Regions from separate parts of the Mus musculus genome. Here region 1 is linked to region 2. The links are chromatin contacts, called in public Hi-C maps. All regions are on one chromosome and are shown on one strand. The core of a region is the stretch at or near the end of the contact, and the rest is flanking DNA. Distances in the headings are between cores, read along the strand shown.

Evidence for each region. A called contact is a pair of places that touch in the nucleus more often than the background predicts.
Region 1: a contact with region 2 is called in a Hi-C map of the N1E-115 cell line, with 3 times the contacts expected there. The contact joins the promoter of Marchf4 here to the enhancer-like site in region 2. A contact is called at or near these places in 1 of 39 promoter capture datasets (hippocampal neurons), 1 of 15 datasets of contacts at CTCF or cohesin (the NIH/3T3 cell line), 5 of 484 Hi-C or Micro-C datasets (the N1E-115 cell line, embryonic stem cells, forebrain and 2 more), 5 of 115 datasets of contacts at active chromatin or transcription factors (embryonic forebrain, embryonic stem cells, forebrain and 1 more) and 3 of 9 other capture datasets (adipose tissue, liver and pancreatic islet).

Annotation. Positions count from the first base shown.
Region 1 is chr1:72,534,690-72,539,375 of GRCm38.p6, forward strand. It overlaps Marchf4 (membrane associated ring-CH-type finger 4), which reads right to left and starts at 2,470. Exons shown (of 4, transcript NM_001045533.2): 1 at 1-2,470. The coding sequence starts at 448. It also overlaps a transcript of Smarcal1 not described here.
Region 2 is chr1:72,488,791-72,493,723 of GRCm38.p6, forward strand. The region is part of intron 1 of Marchf4 (membrane associated ring-CH-type finger 4); the gene reads right to left. Among named protein-coding and RNA genes, the nearest start is that of Marchf4, 46 kb to the right of the region's middle. Within about 2 kb of position 1,586, at least 36 of the 459 cell types and tissues checked have an H3K27ac peak or open chromatin away from gene starts, as enhancers often do. A contact at or near this core is called in the N1E-115 cell line and embryonic stem cells, where this site is marked.

The DNA of each region.
Region 1 (4,686 bases), core at 1,220-3,719, 47 kb after region 2:
CCAGAGAGTAGCAGTCCTCAGTTTTCTCCTTACAGAATTCATCAGAGGAAGCACTGCTGAGCAGGGAGGCAGGTGGCCCTGTGGCTGGGCCATCCCAGTCATCATCCCCAGAAGGAGGCAAAGGTGGTGGAGGTGGCAGAGGAGGGGTCTCCCTGCCCACCGCTTCTCGGGGGCCCCTCCAGCCTGCCCACCCCCCGGCACCCAGAGCCGGAAGGGTGTTGTTGTTGGCCGCCACACCAGGGAGCTGAGGGTCGCCGTGCATGGGCAGGGGCGCTGGAGGGGGGCGCCTCAGTAGGAAAACCTTCAGGTCATTGAAGAGCATTCGACAGCGGCACTTGAGGAGACCCTGGTGGCGCAACATCTGGGGAGCTGGGGTGCACAGTCCACAGCTGTACCAGCCGCAGCAGCAGCACCACCACCACAGCAGCCCACCCAGGGGCATGAGCATGTGATAGGGAAGCAGAGGACTGGAGAGGGGCAGCTGGAGTCTTTGAAGAGGTGGGTAGGGTGGGGCTTGGGGTCCACAGTGTTCCTGTGTTATGGAGGAACCTTTCTTATTGGCTCTTCTTATAACCCCTCCAAGCAGCAAATAAATTACCCTCTTGGACTGACAACTGTGAGTCAATGATTCTGAACGCTACTAAGGAAATGCAAAGTAAAAAAAGTTTTTCTTGCTCTAGCAGCCCCGCCCCAACCTCAGACTTAGTTCTGGCTGCTGTCTCCTTTCTGTCTTTGACCCCTGAACACTGCTGGGAGTAGGGCAACAGAAGCATCGGGGCTGGGATGCATGACCAATGTCTAATAGTTAAAAGTTCCCAAAGAAAGGGTTGCTAGGTTCTTCTCAATTCTCTAGGCTGTGGTAAATCTCTTTTATATAAAAACGGTGGATATAAATCAAATTTGGAGCAGCTTAGGGAACTCAGCTCAGTAAAGAATTGAGAATTGCACATGAGAGAGAGAGAAAGACAGACTGTCTCAGGTAGTATGAAGTGGTTGGGGAAAGGCAAGATTGGGTGGGGGTAGAAGACGTCCTAATTCTCTTGGGCAGAAAACCAGGACAATTGACCTCCAGCAGCACCAGAGTTGCTTTTAAGAGAGGAATTAGGGGGGCTGGTTGTGGGTGAAATTGGGCAAAGAGCTTCGCCTTGTGCTTCGCCTATGCAGCCAAAAGGCTACACAGAAGAGGTGGGATATAGGGCGGTGGACCGGGAAAGGATGGAGGAAAAAGAGATCCTTAACCCTCGGAGGGCTGCTGCCTTCCAGAGCTTAAGGTCCTGAATAGAGGAAGGGTGTGTGTTTGGGGTTGAGAAGGTGACAGAAGGATCTGAGAAAGGAGGTAGCGAAGAGGGGCTTGTGGGAGGGGAGAGTAAAGGGGAATAGTTACATGATCTCAGCCCCCAGCCCACTCCAGCTGCAGTCTGTAAGTCGGAGGCCCCTCCCCTTGGTTCCATCAAAGGTCCCTTCGGGCGAGGTTCGAGAGCTGGAAAATGGGCAGGTCCGGGCTGGAGAGTGGCTTCGCTTTCTCCTCCTCGTCCTCTTCTGGGTCGCTGTCGCCCTCCTCCTCCTGCTCTGGGTCTGCACGCGCCCGGCGCTGCTGCTGTGGCGGCAGAAGCGACTGCTGGTCTGCGTCCTGGTGTCTCCCAGGCGGGGGCTGCTCCAGCTGGTCCTCTGGCTGCTGCCCGCGGTCCAGCGCGGTCGCGACTCCAGGCTTCATGATCCTCCTCCTCTTCCTTCCCGAGGGGCTGGCCCTGAGCCCCCGCACCCGGGCAGTGCTGCCATGCAACCACAGACGAGGCAGGCGTGGGGGTAGGGGCGGTGGGGAAGTGATGGGGAGAATAAAAAATAAAATAATACTAATGGAACAATTCAGTTCTCGGATAATCAGGAAAGAGTGCTTCTGGTGGGTGGGGGTGGAGGAGGGCGGCTGTCAGGTCCTGTCGACAGCTCTGCCCCCGCTCCCCCCACCTTGGGCGGCCTCGGCCCGCTCTTTGCTCCCACCCCCACGCCGCCCCTCCTTCCTCCGGCTGCCTCTGGCTGGCTAGGCTCGCTTGCTGTTGCTACCTCTCCCAGATGCACCGAGGTAAGGCTTGTTTGCGGTGTAAGCTGAAGGTGGGGAGGAGGAATAGAGACGGTGTGGTCGAGATGGTCAGACAGACGGCACTTGGCTCCAGCTTGGTCCTGGAGACTCCCCAGAACCGTATATAAATATATCTCTTAGAAAAGCCGAAAAGGAAACAAATCAGATTCTAGCCTGCTGCCAGGTGTTGTCTTCCGCGGTTGCTCAGCACCCGCCGCCGCGACTGCTGCCCCCCTGGCTCAGTTCCCAAAGGGGTGGTGCTGGAAGGGAGGTGCCGGGCGGTAGGCTGGCGGTCCGAGGACTGGAAACAACCTTCTTAGAGCGGAGAAGGCACCCAGCTACTCCCACCCGAGCGGCCGTGAAGCCGCTGCTGCGTTCAGCACCTGGGTGAGTGGACAGCTCCCACCCAGACCCCGCGCGTCATGCCAGTGGGGGCCTGACGCAGACGCCGCTGAGGGATGGAGGAGGGAAAGAGCGAGAGACTAGGAGAGAGGGAGCCACAGGAGGAGAGAGAACTGTTTGAAGGAAGAGGAAGAAGATAGGGAGGAACCAGGGGAAAGGGAGGTACGAAGAGAAGGAGGGATTTAGGAGAGGAGGGAGGAGGCAGTGAAGAGTAAAGGAGGCAGAATGGGAACTTGGGTGGTGGAGTGATGCGTGTATTCACTCCAATGTCTTTTCCCAGATAGAAAGAATTCGGGTGGACAGCACCATTCGTAAGCTCCCTGTCCACCGTTCGTCCCTCTCACCGCTTCCCTCAGCACGTATACACCCAATACAGTTTCCTTTTAACCAAAATCTATGATGCTCTTCTTTACACGCACTTAAAGTAGATGTCACTTGGTAGCTTTAGAAAGGATAAAGTTTTGTGACTTCCATATTGAAGCTGGCCCCTGGTGGAGATTAAATCTCTCATGACTTTAGAACTCACGAGAAAAGTGCTTCTTAAACCTTGAAGCATTTTTGCCTTCTAGAATTTAAACTGCAACAAGAAAGGAAATGTCCTCTTTCATCTTCTCTCCTCTCTCCTCCCCCTCCCCCTCCCCTCCCCCTCGACCTCCCCCTCCTCCTCTTCCTTCTCTTCCTCTTCCTTCTCCTCTCTCCCTTCTCTCCCTGACCCTGCATTATGTGTTGGATTCATTTTTATTCTCATATGCCTAAGTCAACCTAATATTCCTAGGCTTGAGGTAAAATACATATTTGTTATATAGCCACCATTACCAGTGTCATCTTTACTTCAAGCTGTTACGTTCTTTCGGCTGTGACTCATAAGAATCCAGGGCAATAATATACCCTCATGCTAACTAAAATCCCTAGCCTTCCCCCATCCGAATTTTCCACAGAGCCACCAGCGAGGAGAGATTGGAAGTTGACTTTAATTTCCTCTGCCCTTTCTTCTTATTTGTACCACTCTACCCATCCTTGTCAAGGCATTTCCAATGAACAGAAGAGTATTCCTAAATGCAGAGACCCAGAGAGAAGGAAGCCCAAAACAAGCTGTATCAATACTTGCTGTTTACAACTGCAGACTTGGGCCATTTGTAATTTAGAATCCCACTCCGCCCCACCCCTGCCACTACTGTTAGGGTCACAGACTTAGAAAACACACTGCAATGAGTCATCTACAGAGCTGGGCTAATTATGCTAATGCACTTAGAAATTCTGATGCTGTAGACAGAGTAGAATGTAAAATCACCACACCAAAATATCACTGGCATGAAAGCTCGCTCAGTGAGTCATAAGGAAGCTGCCCTTTTGTTGGTGTCTCCATGGATATTCATCGCCCTGAGCCCGAGGGAGCGGATGATCTCTAGGTCTTGGCCAACCAAGCATGGCTGCTTGGCTGAATCATGTCCCAGCACCTGACATGGAGGCTGAGAGCCTGCTCAAAGTCAGTATTTGAAAATGATGCTAGAAAAAAAGAAAGAAAGAAAGAAAGAAAGAAAGAAAGAAAGAAAGAAAGAAAGAGAAGGAAGAAAAAGAAAGAAAAGGAAAATGATTCCAGAAAAAAATGATAAAATAAAAAGAAAGAAAAAGAAAATGATGCTTGCTAGGCCACTAAGATGGCTCAGAGGTGAAAGTGCTCGACCCCACGCCTGGCCAGAACTTGATCCTAGGGGTTCCTGGTGGATGGAGAAAACTTCCTGCTGCGACTTTTTCTCTGACTTCCATGTGTATAGCATGACGCACAATGCTCCCCCACATACACACATATAATAAATACAATAAAAACAATGCCAATGTTTTAATAACAATAAAACAATGCTTATATTATTGATACTTGCGTGAACACTGCTGCAGAATAAACTTTATTAGAAAGCACCTGTGTTCTGCACTACCCTGCATCTCTGCCTCTGGTGATATAAAACTGACCTCATCACGTGCTTGAGTCCCTCTGTATAACTCAGACGTCCTTGCACGGACCAGTATTTGTATTTTCAGCAGGAACATACTGTGCAGCACTCAAAGACCAGCAGGTGATCAGGGAAAAGACCTAAGGGATCAACGGCCTTTTTTCAATGAAACTGCATATTTCTCCCCTTCAATGTAAACATGACTGAGTACATGTCCCATTTAATTTGAGTTTTAAGGTTTTATAACTATGAAATACT
Region 2 (4,933 bases), core at 336-2,835:
CCATGAACACCTGGTTCACACACTGTGCTTGGACATACATGCAGGCAAAGCACCCATATATAGAAAATAGGGAGGGAGGGAGGGAGGGAGGGAGGGAGGGAGGGAGGGAGGGAGGGAGGGAGGAAGACCCACTCAGACCATTGGGAGTTACCATTTTCACTCCTGGGAATGGTAAAGATTTAAAGACAATCCTCAGTCTCAAGGCAGGTGGAGTCAAGAGATCCTCCCATGCTGGTGGGGCGAGCACCAGCACGTACTCGTATCCTTCAACTCGGTAAGTCCATGTTTAGGGAATATATCATAAGAAAGTTCCCTCAGTTCCCTCGGAATATTCAACTGTGAGGACATTTGCTCTAGAATATTCCACCATGCCTAAAACTCAGAGCCAGCGCTTCTCAGCCTTTTGGCTGAGACCAAGTACTTTATATGCTATCCACTGAATAGCTGATGCACACTGTATCTGAAGACAACATACTGGCTGGATTGGTAGGAACACCAAAATAGCCTAGGAGCCTGCTGTGGTCACTGTCTATGTTAACCTGGCATTGCAGTACCTGCAGGAATGGTGTGTCCTGCGGGGGAACTTACAACAACCAGAAGTCCTTTTCCCAGAATGGATCACAGGGGAATCACTAAGAATGACTTTGTTCAACTTACATTTAGTCGACGTGCTCAGGATGCAGGATGTTAAGTTTTTTTTTTTTTAAAAGTATCTTACAAAATAGCATTTATGATAGTGTTCAATTTTGTTTTAAAATATTGTGTATACGGGGCTGGAGAGATGGACCAGCAGTTAAGACCACTGGCTGCTCTTGCAGAGGACCTGGGTTTGTTTGTGGAGCAGGTCACAAGCATCTCTAACTCCAGTTCCAGGGAATCTCATGCCCTCTTCTGACTTCTGTGGGCACCAGGCATCTGCGCACACACGGTGCTTATCTACCTGCAGCCAAAACGTTCATGTATATTTTTAAAAAATCTTTAAAAAGAGATTGTATGCCCTCAAAACATTGTTTTGCTTCTTGCTTGCTTTTTGACACTTTGTCCTGCAGGCTGGCCTCGAACCTGAGACCTCCCTGGGTCTCTCCACTCCTGCAATTTTGGATTCAAGTCACCACTCTGGTCAGCTGTCCTCAAAATATTAAGAGTGTTTATCTGGTTGATAAGATTAAATGTACTTTCAGTTTTCTTCTTTATAGTCTATATATGTTGTGTGGCCTTTTCTGGAATAAGCTTTTCTTTTTTAATACTAAGAAAATAAGTTAAAGTCGTTTTCATAAGGAGATGGATAAAATGTGAGTCAGGGCAGCCAGTACTCTGGGGCAGGAAGGACTGGAAGGTAATCCTCTTTGGTATCCTCCCCATGGGCCCTGTTTGATCAGCCTGGCCACATGAGCCCTTGGGAGCAGGCTAATCCTCAGAGGAGGGGATATGCTTCTCCTATACCTCTCTGTCCCCGGTTTAGACTCAGTTGCCAAACACCTAAGCTTTGGGCTCAGTGTGTTCTCTTTCCCTAGAGAAACAAAGCCCTCTGCACGCTCTGCTTCACTGAGTGGCTGGGGGCCAAGTCACCACAGCCTCAGATGCAGGTGTCTGGGGTGACAAAGAGCGACATCTCGCCTCCAGAATAAGGGCAGCTCTTCCGCCTTCAAGGCTGCGAAATGTCAGGCGTGATTAGAAAGGTCACTTGTCCTGACAGCTCTCCGTGCTTCCTGGAGAGCAGCCTTCCTACTGTGATCATTCTTAATTGTGCTTCCTGTGGTGGGTGCTAGCCTGCCCAATTTCTTATAATGACAGAAGCCCCACCTTCCACCCATCCTACACCCAGGGAGGGGGCAAGGGAAGGGAGAGAGGGGGGAGGGGGAGGAGGAGGGAGAAGGAGAGGAAAAGGGAACGAGAACACAAGATCACAAAACTTGGGGGGGGGGGGGGAGAAGAACAAGAGAATTCTCAGCCGAGAGTGCCAGCTGGCTTTCTAGGAACAGTGTTTGTGGTTATAAAAGGAAACATCTTTGAAGGGAAGGTGGCCACTCTCCTGGGCCAAGAGTCTTAGTTGGGGAGGAAAAGAGAATAAGGGAGGAGACATGCCTCCAAATCAATACACAAAGCTAAGGATGGTGCTTGAGGCAGAAATTCTCCAAGGCTCAGCATGCCTTGCCCCACCCCAGGAACTCCCATGCTGCAGATCTGGGACATTGCACAAAAAGTGCATTTACATGAAAAGCGCAGTGTGGCCTGAAGGCAAGTGGTCTGGGTGCCCTGCTCTCAGAAACCCACCCTAAAGGCTGAGAATGGGCGTGTTTAAGAACCCAATTCCTGGACATATCAGAGGAACCTAAGTAGAGGGTCAGAGATGGGTTGCCTGGAGGGACAGAGAAGGGACAGAGAACTTCTGAAGCACGGGGCAGCTAGGAAGGGCTTCCGGGTCCAAGCAGTACAAGCCTGCTGTGGGTGTCTCCCTGTAGCCCTCAGCTTTCTCATTGCTGTGCTGAAATATCTGAGGAGCAGGTCGTTTGTAAAGAAGAGAGATTCGTTTGGGTTCAGAATTCTGGAGGCGAAAGTTGGAGGAGCCATATTTGCTGATGGCCTCCTTTCTGGCAGAGTCCCAAGGTGACACAGGGAATCTTGAAGTGACAGGAAGCCCCCCTTACCCCTGATTTAAAGTCACTAGGATTCAATCTCAGGCGTTCTGTCCAATTTGCCTAATCCAAACTGAATGCATTTCCCAAGGCTCCCGTCTCTACACATCAGATTAAGCCTCACAACAAAGATCAAACTCCAGCATGAGTAGGATAAACCGCACTTAAGATGAATCACATTCTCCATTCTTTAAGCCACAGTCTCCAATTTGTATTCTTTTAGAAGATGTGCCCTCTGATGATATTGATATTTTAGCTGGCCAACTACCTTACAGAAGATTAAATGTTTAACAGTGTTATTTTCTCTCTCTCTCTCTCTCTCTCTCTCTCTGTGTGTATGTGTGTGTGTGTATTTCTGCATGCGATTTATATGTTTGTGTATTGGGCACATGCTCATAAATATGTGTGTGTAGAGACCAGAAGTTGATATCTAATATCTTCTTTTCTTAATTTTCTACCTTACTTTTAAAAAGGATTTATTCATTTTATTTTTGTGTGCATGCCTGTGTGATTTTATATGTACCACATGTATACGAGTGCCCCTAGAGACCAGAGGGGTATCAGATTCCCTGGAAATGAAGCTATAGGCAATTGTGAGTCACCTTGACACAAGCTAGAGGCACCAAGGAGAAAGGAGCCTCAGTTGAGAAAATGCTTCCATGAATCCAGCTGTAAAGCATCTTGCCAATTAGTGATCAAGGCCAAAGTGGGTGGCTCCATCCCTGGGCTGGCAGTGCTGGGTTCTATAAGAGAGCAGACTGAGCAAGTCAGGCAAGCAAGCCAGTAAGCAGCATCCCTCCATGGTTTCTGCATCAGCTCCTGCCTCCAGGTTCCTGCCTATTTGAGCTCCTGTCCTAACTTCTTTCAATGATGAACAGCAATATAGAAGTGTAAGCCAAATAAACCCTTTTCTCCCCAACTTGCTTTTTGGTCATGATGTTTTGTCACAGCAATAGAAATCCTGACTTAAACAAATGTTTTTGGCACATATATTCTCAGAACATGTCCATTTTTTTTTTTTTTTTCTGGGAGAGGGGTTTCAACATTCATGAGGAGTCTTACAACTAATCTGAAGATTCAAGGGCCTAGTTGTGTGAGTCAGGGTATGTTTTGTGAGGATGGAAACATCTTGTCATGAAATGCCCTACCATAAACAGAACTACTTGCTACAAAGAGCCCCCCCCCCCCCCCCCGCCTTGTACAGTCTGATCATCCTGCTGTTAACAGCAGTGGGGTGACTCCTCCAGCGGCTGGGATTTGTGAATGAATGCTTCTAATACGGAATTAGCAAGTGTGTTCTTCAGTAGATGTCCCAGCAGATACCACAGTAAGCCATGTCTGCTTCATCCTTCCGTCTTCGAGCTTACAGTGATAAATTTTCTCAGTTTTCCTAACCATTCAAATGATTAGCTCACAGAGCAGATGGAGAGAGTCCCTGAGTGTGTGAACCACTCCATCTGGACCGTACGGTGTGACTCTCTCAACTGTGGAAGCCGCTATATATTCTACCACTGGGATTCCAGTTTCGACACCTGACGGATGAGTGTAATGATTCTGCCTACCTTGAAAGACATCATGAGGATCCAATAGTATAAGCAGTATGTCTGGTGGTCTGCTCAGTGAACGGCACAGACTACCCTTCCCCAGAACTTATTCCCTGACTCCTTCTTCATTTTTACTTATACTTTGACATTAAACATGTTCATATATAGAAAAAAATTCAGATATAGCTGACATGGTGATGTACCCCTATAATCTTAGCACTTGGGAGGCAGAAGAATCACAAGTTTGAGGCTAGCCTGGGATACACAGTAAGACCCTTTCTCAAAAAAGTAAGGTGTAATTTAGATTAGTGATATAAGTTTGACTAAAGCCATGGCTATTTTCATAAAGCCCTTATGTTTTCTGTTGTCTGAATTATGATACTTTCTTTTGTTTTCCAAATGCTGGATTATGTTATAATATATGTTCAATCTATGGTTATAATCTTATCTCCCTCCAACAGGCAGACTCTAAAACAGTTCCTCCTCATCCTCATTCAGACCTAAAACCTAGAAGTGATGTGGTACAGTCAGCTCTCTCTCTCTCTCTCTCTCTCTCTCTCTCTCCTCTGCATCCCAGAGAGACTGGGGATAAATCTGTTTTATTTTTAGGTCCCCGGGGAAAGTGTTTCTACAACCTCTCTCAGTCACCTGTCTCAGTGCTTAGCAACCCTAAACACTAGAAAGCCCTGTCCCTGTGTGCCCTGGCTTTAAATGAGTAATACAACAAAGGTAGATTCAGTGTTACCAGGGCCA